Linked DNA regions of Sus scrofa: region 1 is linked to region 2. The links are chromatin contacts, called in public Hi-C maps. All regions are on one chromosome and are shown on one strand. The core of a region is the stretch at or near the end of the contact, and the rest is flanking DNA. Distances in the headings are between cores, read along the strand shown. Region 1 has its middle 49 kb from the start of CTLA4. Region 2 holds the start of CYP20A1 (cytochrome P450, family 20, subfamily A, polypeptide 1).

Region 1 (7,697 bases), core at 2,104-4,603, 540 kb before region 2:
CCACACAGCTGCTCAGTCATCAGTGCCCCACATCCAAGATATTCTGGCAGAATTCACAGAAAACTTCTTAAGTCAACATCAAAATCTTTCAAGACTTCATGCTCATTTTTTGCTCAGAAAGTAACCCCGCAGTCTCATCCACATGAGAACAAGAGGACCAGCTAAAGCTGAACACGATCCATGTTGGACATTGTGATAGAATAATAAATATACTTGCTCTTTGTCCCTGGTTCCTGGCACAGAACTCCTAAAACCCTTGGAATTTCCTGATAGGAGTGTCTTGTTTTATTCATCATGAGCCCTTTTCAATCACACCTGAGTTTATGCTAATAAAGTGACTTAGGGTAGGGCCACTCAATAGCCTTAGGGTGGAGCTGATCATAGGAGAAACCAGGTGATCAGACAGTTGGACCTTTCAGTCCCACTCACCAATCTTGGAGGAAGGGAGGGAGGGACTGGAAATAAGGTCTTAAGAATCCTTGAGCAAGGAGATTGGGAGAGCTTCTGGCTGGTAAATACATCCATGCATCAGAGAAGGCAGAGCGCCTGCAGATGGTGTAGGCATTGCTGGTTCCATACCCCACTCATCTCACAACTTGCCCTTTGCCTTTCTTCCATGTGGTTGTTCCTGATTTGTATCCTTTATAGCAAATCTGTAAATATAAGCAAAGTTTTCCTGGATCTGTGAGCCATTCTGGCAAATTGCCAAACCTGGTTGTCAGGGGGCGGGGGGGGGGGCAGTGGTCATAGGAACCCTCCAATTTAGAGCTAGTTAACCAGGTAGCCTGGAACTTGAAACTGGCATCTGGAGAGGGTGCAGTTCTTTAACCTGGGGATCTGATGCTACTCCAGGTATATAGTGTCAAGAGTTGAGGTGAATTATAGACATCCAGCTGGTGTCAGAGAATTGGTTGGAGTCAGAGAAAATACCCCATGGACATCCATGACTCACTCTGGGAAAGATGTGGTCACTTGGACCTTAGGAGACATGGCCTATAAATGCCAAAGCTGATGAGTGCCTTCTTTTCCAGAATCTAGTTTATTTTGCTATTCCTTTGCCAATGAAAAAAAGTTAAATGTAAGCTCTCCCAGAGGCCACAAACCAATAAATCATAGCCTAGCTCTTAAGGGATAAGATATATTCGTCTACTTGGGCTGCCATAGCAGAATAGTCTGGGGGGCTTAAACAACAGGAATTTATTTTCTCAAAGTTCTGGAAACCACAAGATCAAGGTGCCAGCAGGATTGGTATCTGGTGAGACCTCTCTCCTTGGGTTGAAGATGGCCACCTTCCACCCTGTCCTCACAAGGCCTTTCTTCTGGGTATAGAGAGGGAGAGCGATTTAGTGTCTCTCTCTTCTTATCAGGGCAACAGTCCTATGGGATCAGGATCTCATTTAACCATTAATTCTCCAAAGTCCTTATCCTCCACATACAGTCACACTGGAGCTTCAGGTTTCATCACATGAATTTTAGGGGGACACATTTAGCCCATCATTGGAGGGAAGCCTCTATTTGTTCTCTAGAACCAAGCTGAACTACATCACTACTTCCAGCCACTGGAACATAGAATTAGAGAATGTTACAGATGAAGGAACCTCCTTCATCTTACAGTGAGGAAGCTGGGTTCCAGGTGGGTGAAGTGACTTGCTCATGGATATAGCTTCAGAGTGGCTAGGCTGAGAGTGGAACCCAAACTCTCTCCTACCAGGTCAGGGCTCTTTCCACTGTCTCCACAACTCCTAAGGGGTAGCTCTTACAAAGAAACCTTAAAGAGTTTGATTTATTAGCAAGGGAGGGCTTTAGAACATTACCTGTTATCTGACAATGAAAGGGTTTCCTTTGGGGAGACAATTGTATAGCCAATAAAAACTCAATACTTGTTCCTAAATCCAACACTTGGGGTTATTCCCTATAAAAATAAGGATCGTAGTGTCAGCCAGACCCGTTTCAAAGACTGTAGTCAACTCTGTAATTATAGCATAACAACTCCCTCTGAGCCTGTGGGGGCTTTCTAAAATTTACAAGGGTGTCATGAGCTTTCTTACGCCTTGACCACATTACCTAGGAAATATATTATTATCATGGTACAACCATCAAGACCTGGTGTCCTACCCACCTCTTCGTCATTCTCATATCTCTGTGGCCAATCAAGAGTCAAATGACCTGCATACAAATACCAATACCTACTTTTGTCCTAGCTTTGCAAAACCAAGGACTTTCTACCAGCAACCCAAAGCAATTCTCCTATGAGCCCCAAATAATCCTGGCAGGACACCCACAGGACTATTCCAACACTGACTACTGAGCTGGCTGCCCTAAACAGCTGGTCTACCCCACTGGGCCTCTTAGCACCTCAAAGCCTCTGAGCCCCAACTCTTCCTTCAGACCCTGCTTTGTGGATTCAGTTCCAGCCCTAACATTCACCCATTTTTCCTTTCCCCTCAGAGGCAGGAGTGAAAACAGAAGTTCCACCCCAGAGTGTTTTCCATTCTTTCCCCATAGGACCAGAGGGCCTGCCCCATTTTTATGCTGCGAAAAGAGCATCCAGCACATTCTCTCTCTCAGCCCTACCATGCATCAGTGATTGGGCACCACTAACTTGGCCTCTTAAATAAACATTCAAAGAAACTTAATAATACAAAACATGTAATTTTCTTCCTATTTTCCCCTCCTTACCCCTCCATAGGCCTCTAACTGCACAATGGGGATAGAGACACAGTTCTATGCTTGCAATATTTTTTTTCTTTGTAGGGCCACACCCACGGCATATGGAAGTTCCCAGGCTAGAGGTTGAATCAGAGATGCGGCTGCCAGCCTACGCAACAAGGGTGAGGGCAAGGGGACTTAGAATAGAAAGAGGTAGGTGTCAAAGACAAGGAAATCCAAAGAAGAAAAGCTTGAAATAGGGCATCCTTATGAAAAACCAGTTTCTTCTTTCTATACAAGGCTCTCTTGATCTGCAGGCGTAGTAAAGAGGGTATGCAGCCTTCTCCACCAGCCCATCCCCCTCTCCTGCTACCCTCATTTCTTCTAAAATCCAAAACCGATCTCATTCCCTCCAAACAGTCCTCCTTAATTTCCCTTGCCTGCCCTGTCCTTCATAACACTTGGGCTTCCTTGCATCCCAATCAGTGGCCTTCCCTATGCCAGCTGGTGCGAAGAATAAAACATGGGGACAGTAGAAAGCAAAAATTGTTCCAATTCCTGGTCCATCCCCTTTTCCAGCCAACTGTGGGAAAATGCAAGTCTCACCGGATTTTTAAAATGACGTCTTGGTCATTTAATGTGGAGGGAAGGATTTCCTGGCTGTGAGAAACTCATTAGCAAATGGAATCCAGGCATGCAGTACCCACCCTCCTCAAGCACGTCTACATTTCAAGGCAAAACGTCTCCCTTTGTCCAAAGAGAGGATTATAGATAGGCACCAAACGCAATGCTTCTACCAAAGGAAAGACATACAAACCAAAAAAGTGAGAAAAGCTTTCACAAGCGAAAGGGAGATGTGACCTGTTTTTAAAAATCAAACCGACTGCATTGTGTCTGAAGGGATCACCGCCTATTCGCCTGGTATTGCAATAAAACATATTGACCCATAGATGGCGCACGGAGACTGCTGAATAAATACCTAGTTCCAGCCCTCACAGAATTAGTTAGCCTAACCCCGAGGTCCGAACGCTCCAATTTATCGCTCCAATTTATCGCTCCAACCTATCACCCGTCTTTGCTACAACCATGAGCTGGCTGTGTGGCTTCTCTGCTTCAGTTGGATAATCATAGAGGAGGACTCAGATTTCACTGTTTTCTTCAAGAAATCTGATGTTTTAAATTCTATTCTGAATGAAAATTAGCCCAAATTCCTCAGGCTGGTGCAGTCCATCCTAGCAGGTGGACAGATACGAATCTGTTTCAAGTGCACAGCATGAGAACCCCAACTCTTCCTCAGCCTCTGAACTTTCATGTTTTCCACAACCTCCCTTGGTTTTATTGCCAAGACCTGGTCACAAACATCAAATCCATTTTGACAACGAGAATTTAAACGGCTACTTTTTTTTTTTTTTTTTTTTGCTCTTGAGGGATGCACCCAAGGCATATGGAAGTTCCTAGGCTAGGGGTCGAATCTGAGTTGTAGCTTCCAGCCACAGCCACAGCCACAGCAAAGGGGAATCTGAGCCCCATCTGCAACGCCGGATCCCCAACCCACTGAGCAAGGCCAGGGATCAAACCCGCATCTTCATGGTTACTAGTTGGGTTCCTTAACCATTGAGCCATGAAGGGAACTCAACTTTAGATTGTTAATCTGACTGTTTATATGTGTTTCATAATTATCATGTATAAACCTTTATCTTGCCTCAATAAGTCTTCACAATAATGCAACAAATGTAGTGGAGTTACTCTAATTTAGAGATAAGAGGCCAAGGGTTAACATTTTCCAGGCTTGTGACATCAGACCAAAGATAAAGTCCAGTGCCTTTTTCAACCCATCTGGCTGTGTCTCTCCATACTTTGTGCATGTGTGCCCTCCAAATTTGGTTCTTTTTTTTTTTTTTTTTTTTTTTTTTTTTAATTACCAACTCTACAGTGGTGATCCATTGTCAGTTTGTAGTTAATTGTCACAGTTTAGAGAATTTACATTTCCCAGGTATAATCATAATATCAGAACTTCAAACACTACCCCCCCCCCTCCTTACAGAGCCTTCCAGAGTGCAGGCACCTTTCTAAAGTGTTAACCATGTTAACTCAGGTGACCCTCGCAGTTACACGAAATAAGTAAAGCACTACTATTAACCTCCAATTTATAGGTGAAGAAGCTGAAGCACAGAGAAGTTAAATAATTTCAAGGAAGATCCCACAATAGAAGGTAGAGCTGGGATCTAAACACCAGACGTCGGGCTCCAGTGACCATGTTCTTACCCACTAGACCAATGCACAGTTACAACTATTACTGGGGCACAAAATGAACTAAGTTCATCTTCCCTCTCCTTGATAAAGCTGCAACAATTAACTTGAGGTCAAGTTTAGAAGTGGATACAGCTCCTGCCTGAAACCTCGTGGTGGGTCTTTACAAATCCACAGGGGTCAAGGGAATCCAGTATAGACACAATAAGTCTGCCACAAGAACTTGGTGAGGCTGCCTAAAGGCAGAGCCAAGGAAAATTAGTCTCGTTACCAAGAGAAGAGTGGGGTATGGTGGGATATGTTGTTGACTTTGCCTCTTACATTTGTGTCCCATTTCCAAAGTGATAATTCCATCCTGCTCATTTTAACATGTACTATACAGGCGTCCCCTGAAGGACTGGGGACTCCACTGGGGGAGTAGTGCTCTGCTGGGGGATAAGATAACCCAGATGCCAAGTAGGTGTCCCCTTGCCATTAGAATTTCAATGTGTGGTTTCAACAATGGCAATTTTTGAAGAGCAAATAGAATACAAAATGTAAAGTGTATTTGGTGGCTCCTCAAAAGGTTAAACATAGAATTACCACATGACCCAATAATTCCACCCATAGTGGTTGCAATTGAAAGCAGATTGAAAGCAGCGACTTGAACAGATGTCTATACACGAATGTTCATAACAGCATTATTCACAGTAGGGAAAAGCTGCAAACAACCCACTATGGTCTGAATGGTTTTGTCTCCCCAAAATTCCTTTGTTGAAATCCTAATGCCCAATATGATGGTATCATTTTGGGAGGGGAACAGGTCATGAGGATGAAGCCCCATGAAATGGGATTACTACCCTTTTAAGAGAGATCCTTTACCCCTCCCACCATATGAAGACCCAGCCAGAAGTTGGCCTTCTGAAACCCAGAAGAGAACCTTCACCAAGACCAGACATGGCTAGTACTCTGGTCTTAGACGTCCAGCCTCTGGAACTGTCAGAAATAAATTTTTGTTCTTCATAAGCTACGCAATCTGTAGTATTTAGTTACAGCAGCCTGAATGGACTAAGATGTAACCCAAATGTCTATTGACAGATGAAAGGATAAACAAAATGTGATATATCCATACCATGGAATGTTATTCAGCTCATAAAAAGGATTAAAGTACTAACACATGATACGACATGGGTGAACTTTGAAAAAAGTATGCTAAGGGAGGTAAGTAGTTCACAAAAGGATAAATGTTATATGATCAGTTATATGAGGTACCTGAAATATGCAAATTCTTAGTGGCAGAAGGTAGAATAAACGAGAATGGAGTTTATCCATGGCTGAAAGGAGATGGGGATGGGGTGGGAGGGGTGGAGAGGGTGTCATTGTTTAATGAATAGAGAGTTTCTAATCCAGATGATGAAGTTCTGGAAATGGGTAGTGGTGAGCGGTATACAATACTGTCAATGTACTTAGGGCTACAGAATTATACACATAATTTAAATAGTAACTTTCATGTTACCTGTATTTTGTCACTATAAAAAAAATAAGATAGGTGTTCCCATTGTGGCTCAGCAGTAACAAACCTGACTAGTATCCATGAGGATGTGGGTTCCATCCCTGGCCTTGCTCAGTGGGTTAAGGATGGGGCATTGCCGTGAGCTGTGGTGTAGGTTGCAGATTCAGCTTGGATCCCACATTGCTGTGGCTGTGATGTAGGCCAGCAGCTACAGCTCCAATTCAACCCTTAGCCTGGGAAGTTCCATATGCCACAGGTGCACCCCTAAAAAGCAAAAATAAAATAAATTTTAAAGGGCTGAGAGAATCTGCAAGAGACTGGCAGTTGCCTGGCCAATATCTATTCTCCTCTTTTTCATGACTGACAGAGCCTGTTTTATTGAGGGCAGCAATGAGCCTTGCTAAAAGTCTTTGTTTCCCAGGCTCTCTGCAGATAGGGGTGACCCTGTGTCTGTAAGCTCCACAATGAGATTTATAAGTTTCCTGTTACTGAGTGGAGCTTCTGAGAAAGTTCATTAAAAGCAGGAGTGGGAGATGCTGATTCATTTGGTCTCCTCCTTTTTACCTTTGACCTTTTCCTCCTTCTAGCATGGAAATAGACATGATGGCTGGAACTTCAGCAGCTATTTAGAAACCATGAGGATGGAAGTTAGCCCTGGGAATGTGGAGCAGAAAGAGAGAGGCAGCCTGAGACACCCATGGCTTTGCAGAGCTGATACACCTTTTACGGAATGCCTATCCCTGGTACCTGCTGCATGAGAGAAAGAAGAACTCCCCTCTAGTTTAAACCAGTGTTTTTAAGGTCTCTGCCACCTGCTGAACACAATTCCTAACTGATTCAACACCTTAACCTCTATTGTTATTATTGTTGCTAGTGATTTTATTACCAAGAAAGTAATGGCCCAGGCCAGGGTTGGTTTGACAATGTCGGAAATCCCTGGAAGAATGGAGATGTTGTAAAATGACTTATCCACTTTTGGATATCTAAATGAGGCCCAATGGCTATTCTCTAGAAGCCAGAGGATCTGGTAAAACAGCCCACCTGTCCCACAGCCACATAGGCCATAACAAAAAAATTGCCTGTCCCTGGAGTCAGCCATGTTTTCTGATGCACTTCCTTCTCAGTGAGCAAAAGTGTGAAGAGTTTTCTGCTCCAAAGAGTAGAAAGAGAACTGGGAGGCATCGGCAACTTTTCCTTGCCAGATTTAAAGGGAAGTTAAAGGTTTCTTGAAGTGAATTTCACAAGTTAAAATTATGACAAATGCACCCATATGACTGACCCATCATCTGTGTGAGTCATTCCAACA
Region 2 (7,522 bases), core at 3,610-6,109:
TGTAGCTGCTGTGGCGTAGGTCACAACTGCAGCTCAGGTATGTTGCAACTGCAACTCAGATCTGATCCCTGGCCCAGAAACTCCATATGCCATGGGGTGGCCAATAAAAAAAAAAAAAGGAAAAGAATTATCTTAATGTCCCTTCTCTCTGTCAATTAAACTAAGGTGTTTGAAGAAGTTAACATTCCTTCTACTAGTAACCATGAGGATGCAGGTTTGATTCCTGACCTCGCTCAGTGGATTAAGGATCCAGTGCTGCCATGAGCTGTGGTATCAGTCACAGATGCCACTCAGATTCTGCATTGCTGTGGCTGTGGCACAGGCCGACAGCTACAGCACCAATTCGACCCCTAGCCTGGGAACCTCCATATGTGTGTGGTCTAAAAAGACAAAAAAAAAAAAAAAAAGTTTAATATTATAACAAGCGGGAAAAGAATGGAAGGACTCCATGATGAGAAAAAGATAAAGTCAGTAGTATTAAAAACTCTACCTTTGGAGTTTCCATCATGGCTCAGCAGTAACAAACCTGACTAGGATCCACGAAGATGTGGGTTTGATCCCTGGCCTTGCTCAGTGGGTTAAGGATCCAGCGTTGCCGTGAGCTGTGGTATAGGTCGAAGACACGGCTTGGATCCCACATTGTTGTGGCTATGGTGTAGGCCAGCAGCTGTAGCTCTGATTCAACCCCTAGCCTGGGAACTTCGGCCCCAAAAAGGGAAAAAATAAAAACCCTACCTTTTATTTTCTAGGCTGAAATTATTAATATGACTGGAACAAGCTTTCTGATTTCTCTTTAAACATGGTAGATTGATAACACTCATCAATTATCTCTTCCTTCTGTAATGTCACAAAATGAAAGTGAAAAAATAAAAAAGGAGGAAATATGAGTTCCCTCGTGGCACAGTGGGTTAAGGATCTGGTATTGTCACTGTAGCAGCTCAGGTCACTGCTGTGGCAAGGGTAAAATCCCTGGCCTGGGAACTTCCACATGCCATGGGAGCAACCACAAAAAAGGAGGAAATAAGGATAAAGAGAATAGGAGAGGGAACAACAGTGGGTGAACAATCCAACTCAGTTTTGGAAAGTATCAAGCTGCTGGAGGACGTAGTTCAGTGGCCTCCTCTGGGGTTCTGCAGAGGAGGAGGCTTACAAGAATCAATCAGATTTGCACTCAGTAACCAAAAGGGCAGGGTAAGATGCAAGATTTTAACAATTGGCAAAAAGTCAGTATTCAGATCCCTTAGACACCTTCCTCATGATTGCCATCATTCTGGAAGGAGAACTTGAGATTCCAGATTTAGGGACAACAGGCTCATAGGCAGCAGCCCCTACAATTCTGAAGGAAAATTGTTTCCAACCTAGAATTTTATACCAAGCCAAACTATCATTCAAGTGTGAAGCTAGAACAGAAAGCTTTTCAAACAAGCAAGGTCTTAAACAATGTATTTTCCCCGCACACTTTTTTAGCAAACTACTGGAAAATGATGTACTGCAGCCAATGAAGGAAGTGAAAGGAAGAAAGAGAGAGACTCATGTGGCATCCAGGAAACAGGGTATCCAACACAGGCAAAGAGAATATTCATTCTGATAATAAAAGGACAAGAACTATGTAGCCGAAGGAGATGGTAACCACTACTGATTGGGGAAGGATGCTGGAGGGCTCCCGAGGGGATATCGTCACAGGGAAGAAAATACAACTGATGTCACTGAATATCTGAATGACTTCACTGACAAGAGTTATGCCAGAAATGTTGAGATAGCTGACAAAAACTATTGACAAGCAGGAGTGAACAATCTCTAAAAATGTGCAAATTCTAAGTACACCCACCCTGATCCTGGATCCACAGCTCAGTCCCAGCAGCAGGCATGTAGAGGGAGCCTCAGAAGTCTGTGTGCTCTGGATAAGATGGCTCTACAACCTCCCCGCTTCAATAGCAGAAGAGCAAGCCCCAGAATGCTGGGTAAAATGCCCTCCTGCCCTTTACTATATCTCCATGTCCCAAAGAGCTAAACTGATGAGAGGGATTCCTCTACTTGGCATGCACCTGGCAAAACCCTGCAAAGCTTCAATCTCCCTGATAAGCATAGCCTCACCACTACCACCTGCCTTGAGACAACCCAGAATGTTATTATGACTTATTTCCTGTTTCATTAAACACCAAAGGCCAGGGCTACCATCCCTAGGTCTCCCCCTGCCCACCAGACTCCTATTCTTACAGAAGTTTATCTTCTTTCTTGACCCATCTGTCCCCCACCCAAATTTCTACCAGATCTCTGCCACTCATTCCCATGGTTGTACAACCAGTCCTGACATGACCAATAACTTCACCATCCCTGGAAGTTTTTTTGTTTTTTTTTTTTTTTCAATTTTTTATGGCCACACCTGTGGCACATGGAGGTTCCCAGGCTAGGGGTCTAATTGGAGCTTCAGCCTCTGGCTTACACCACAGCCACAGCAACACCAGATCTGAGCCATTTCTGCAACCTATACCACAGCTCACAGCAACGCCAAATCCTTAACCCACTGAGCAAGGCCAAGGATCGAACTTGAAACCTCATGGCTCCTAGTGGGATTCATTTCCGCTGTGCCAAGACAGGACCTCCTTCTATTTTTAATATTTTGACTCCAAAAATTATTTTTACCCCAAAAGGAAAACTCATATACTCATTTCTCACATTACCCAGCTAGATTCCATGGTCCATTATGATAACCACTCCTCTGCGCAGTATCCTTCCGTCATAACCATCTGGCAAAACACCAATTCTAATTAAGCCCAATATTCTGTCATCTGCCCTTGATCCCACAGAGCTGAAGAAAAACAGCTGGGGGAAAATACAGCCATGCTGACCAGTATTTATAATTTTTCACAAACTTCAAATGAGCTGCCTGGAAATCTCATTTCCCTAGTCCCTCACTCTCCTAATCTTCCAGGTGGCTATTTTGCTCCTTCTTTCTCTTCAAATCCCCTATCTTCACCAATAACTGATAAGCCCATTTCTATTTCATCAAAAAAATTAAAGCAATCAAGAATAACTTACACACCATAGCTACCTATCTGCCTACATTTGTGCCCACATATTCCACCTTCCTTCCTGTTACTAATGATGCCCCTAATAAAGTGTTCCCCCATCCCTCCGCACTATCTCTACCACTGCTATCTTGGTCTAAGCCAAGAATTATAATATTCTCCTTATTACTCTGCCCACTTCCACCCTTATCTCAGGTCTTTTTTGGTGGCACCAACAGGATGCAGAATTCCTGGCCCAGGGATCAAACTTCAGTCACAGCAGTGACAACACCAAATCCTTAACTGCTAGGCCACCAGGGAACTCCCCTTAAGTCTTTTCTTAGCATGGCAGCCAAAATGATTCTTTTAAACTTTAATAAAATTATATTTTAATTCCTTTACATTTAAAATGCCACTCTTCTGTAAAGGCAAGTCCACAAAATGGCCTAAACTAAAAACTGCCCATCTTCATCCCTGATTCTTCTGGGTAGTCTCTTCCACTCCAGCCACACCCCTCTCCTTGTGTTCCCGGAACACACCAGACATGTTTCCCCTAAAGATCTGCACTTGCTCTCTTTGCCTGAAATGGCTTCTCAGATACCTGAGTGGCCTGATCCTTCATCTCCTTCAGGTCTCTGCTCAAATTTCTCCTTATCTCTTGACCATCTAAAATTACAATGGCACCTACTTCCAAATTTATTTAGCTCCCTAATACTTAACACTAACAAACTCTATGTTATTTGCTTATATTGTCTGTTTTCCCTTTCTAGAATAGGGTCAAATAGTGTCACTAGAAGAGTGTCAAAAATTCAAGATCTGGAGTTAACTGAATTTTTAACTTTTCAGAAAAAAAAAAAAGATACACTGAAAGTTTCAGATTGTCTAGTTGCAATACTCCAAACTAATCCATTTACCACCTCTGAAAATAATGTGAGGTGTTCTGTCATTGTCAGTGATATATTTGGCTCTGTCCTGCTGCTTTACAACTTCTCCTACAATCACCACCTTGCATTGTAGATGATTTTGTTTTCAGAACCATCTTCCGAGGTTGACAAGAAGGCTAGGAGACCAAGAGATAAAAAACAGATTCAGAGTCAAGTGAAGCTCACAGTTAACTCCCTGCTCAGAGCTATTTCCAGGACCCCCGTAGCCTGTGAGGCCTTGCAAGGAGAAAGACCCGATCTGCACCCTAAAGGAATTTGGATTCCAGGAATGACAAACAGAAAGACACAAGGAAAGAAATACTTGGGGAATCCTCCGGAAAGGAGAAAGGAGTGAAGCAGCCTGGTTTCCTCCCAGGCTCACTAGAAAATGGAATTGGGGTTGGCAGAGTTACCGACCGAAAGCCAGCAGGGCACTTCAGACCTGCCCCCCAAGAATGACGCGGCGATGCTGGGCGCAGAGATCTGAGCCGCCCGCACGCCTGTTTCTGCCTCTGAGGGTGGTCGTACCGCTCGCGCGGGTTGATCCTCAACGCGGGCAGCGCGCGCCTGCGAAGCATCACGTGCTTCGGAAACGGGGCCCGCGCGGGGCCGGTGGTGGACGGAGCGGGAGCGGGAGCGGGAGCGGAAGCCCTCCCTCGGGCCCGCCCCTTGCGGCCCGCTGCGGGCTGAGCGACGTGGATGTGGGAAAGGCAGTGAGGGCCGAGACGGCCGTTACCGGGTAGAGGTAGAGCACCGCTCCCACCAACGCCAGCAGGAAGGTAACCGCGAAGATCGCGAAGTCCAACATGGTTCCTCCGCCCGGGAGCCACGTCTCGGTTTCCCGGCCCGAACAGCAGCGCCTCAGCCTGGCCAGACCCGAGGAATGGGAGGAGGGCCCGCCGGACGTGCGAACGCCAGGGCCGCTGAGGGCGTGGCCCGCAGGGCCTGGCGAGGAGGCCACTGGGCGCCCGGGAGCGGCCCGGGGGCCGGAGCCACGCCCAGGGGCGGAGTTCCAGTGGGCACGACTCCAGGACACGCCCACGACCTCGGGAAGGGGTTGCTTGGGGAAGGGGAACCTCCGCTTCTAGAAAACGTTAGGACTTCTCGTCACCCTTCCACGACCAGCACTTTAAGGTTTAAGAATTTAAGGTTGATTAAAACCACTAAACCCGTCGTTCTCATACTGGGGTCCCTGGACCACCAGTGGCAGCATCACTGGGGAACTTGTAAAAATGCAGATTCTCCATCCCATCACAGACCTAGAGAATCGGACACTGCGGGAGGGAGAGGGGTACAGCAATCTGTGGTTTAATACCGCTATTAAACGCATTGAGAACCACTGACCTAAGCCAAACTGATGGAAACGTCTTAGAGTCAAACACGATTAAGTTAGATATTTTATATTTTATGAAAAGTATTTAGCACAGCTCCTATGTTTACAGAATTGCCAGTTAGATAAACTGTGTAAGACGGTTAAATAGAAAAAAGACATTCAGAGACATTTTCTTCCATGTTATTTGAATGTGTTTTTTCTGGTGGGCGTGTCAAAAAGTTTCACTGTTTTTTTAGATCAAAAAACAAATGACGGGAGTTCCCGTCGTGGCTCAATGGTTAACGAATCCGACTAGGAACCATGAGGTTGCAGGTTCGATCCCTGGCCTTGCTCAGTGGGTTAAGGATCTGGCATTGCCATGAGCTGTGGTGTAGGCTGCAGACTCGGCTCGGATCCCCGCGTTGCTGTGGCTCTGGCGTAGGCTGGCAGCTACAGCTCCGATTAGACCCCTAGCCTGGGAACCTCCATATGTCGCGGGTATGGCCCAAGAAATGGCAAAAAGACAAAAAAAAAAAAAAAAAATGACGAATAGTGCAATATCTTTTGCAAACAACAGCAAAAATCCTAGGCTATTTTCTAGAGCATAAAAATATCCTAGGATCCCTCTTCTGTCTCAAGGGACTCCAAGTTTTGACATGGATAACATAACTCAAGGCCTGCTACTTACTGGTGTCCACTTAGTGGAAATGTCCTAAAAGTATTAATAGATTTTATAGATTTAATTTAGATTATAGATTTTATAGATTTAAAGTCACACGGAGGCAGCAGTTCAGCAAGAGAAATCATTACAGATTTCATTTTGCAGTTTTGTGTGTGTTTGTGTGTGTCATTTTTTACTGCTCCCCTGGCACATAGAAGTTTCTGGACCATGGATGGAATCATTGCCACAGCAGTGACAATGCCAGATCCTTAACCCACTAAGTCACCAGGGAACTCCTGAAGGTTGCATTTTAGAACTTCTATGGTAAATGACTTATTACATAAACATGGAACATATCTCCTTTTTTGGCTTTTTAGGGCTGCATCCACCCCATATGGAAGTTCCCAGTCTAGGGGTCGAATTGGAGCTGCAGCTGCTGGCCTACACCACAACCACAGCAACACCAGATCCGAGCCAAGTCTGTAACCTACACCACAGCTCATGGCAACGCCAGATCTTTGCATGAGTCCAGGGATCTAACCCTTGTTCACATGGATACTAGTCAGATTCGTTTCCACTGAGCCACAACAGGAACTCCCAAAAGTTCATTTTTAAGTCTCCTGTTCTGAATTTTAAAGGCACATTTCCCATCGGAATCATGTTTCAAGTAGATTTTCAAGACAGTGAACATTAAGAGTTCCCGTTTCGGCTCAGTAGTTAACGAACCTGACTAGTAACCACGAGGTTGTAGGTTCAATCCCTGGCCGGTTAAGGAGCTGGTGTTGCTGTGAGCTATGATATAGGTTGCAGATGCGGCTTGGATCCCGGGTTGCTGTGGCTGTGGCATAGGCCAGTGGCTACAGCTCCAATTAGACCCCTAGCCTGGGAACCTCCATATGCCATGGGTGCGGCCCTAAAATAAGACAAAAAAAAAAAAAAAAGGGAATGAACATCAGATTTTTAAATGTGTAACACAGTTGTATAACAGTAGCTATAGGCAGTCCTCTGAGATAACTGGACTCCCCTTTTAGTCTTAAATTGACTCATGGCCAGAGACCTCTAAAATTTAAGGGTCTGTGAAAAAGAGACAAAGATTACAGACAGTGAACAGGGCAAAATACTTTAGAGATTGAGTCTCTAAAACTATGCAACTACCTCCTGTTCTTGTGTTCTTCAGACTTTTGCCCAGATACCCTCTAAAATATTTTGTAAAACCACGTGTATACTTTCACACATTTTTGTATTGACATCTAAAATTTTAATCCTAACTTTGAAGGATTACGTTTCTGATACACTATAAATATCCACATTTTGGGTAGGGCTTCCCTGTCAGAGGTGGACCCTCCCCTCATATTCTCAGATCCACTCTCTGCCATTCTTTGTCCTATTTTGTGACCCCTGGAGCTAATTTCTGCAGGCTATACCACCAGGGCCCCTTTAAAGCTTCCCTCCAGTTGGGTTCCACCAGTAGAGGCATCAGTATGTTGAGGCTGAGAAGAAAGCAGGGCTGACTAGTTGGCCCCAAGAGTGGCTTCCAGAAACAAGATGGAGTCCTGGACCAGGTTAAACACATATTTGACGACCTCATCCTTGACATTCTGTGGCATGCAGTGAAAAC

What was found. A called contact is a pair of places that touch in the nucleus more often than the background predicts.
Region 1: a Hi-C map of fetal skeletal muscle shows a contact between it and region 2, with 1.9 times the contacts expected there. The contact joins the enhancer-like site here to the promoter of CYP20A1 in region 2. A contact is called at or near these places in 1 of 5 promoter capture datasets (liver) and 3 of 47 Hi-C or Micro-C datasets (fetal skeletal muscle, fibroblasts and omental adipose tissue).

Annotation. Positions count from the first base shown.
Region 1 is chr15:107,229,802-107,237,498 of Sscrofa11.1, reverse strand. No RefSeq gene overlaps it. Among named protein-coding and RNA genes, the nearest start is that of CTLA4, 49 kb to the left of the region's middle. Within about 2 kb of position 3,353, at least 22 of the 83 cell types and tissues checked have an H3K27ac peak or open chromatin away from gene starts, as enhancers often do. A contact at or near this core is called in fetal skeletal muscle, where this site is marked.
Region 2 is chr15:106,694,059-106,701,580 of Sscrofa11.1, reverse strand. It overlaps CYP20A1 (cytochrome P450, family 20, subfamily A, polypeptide 1), which reads right to left and starts at 4,859. Exons shown (of 13, transcript NM_001315809.1): 1 at 4,668-4,859. The coding sequence starts at 4,739.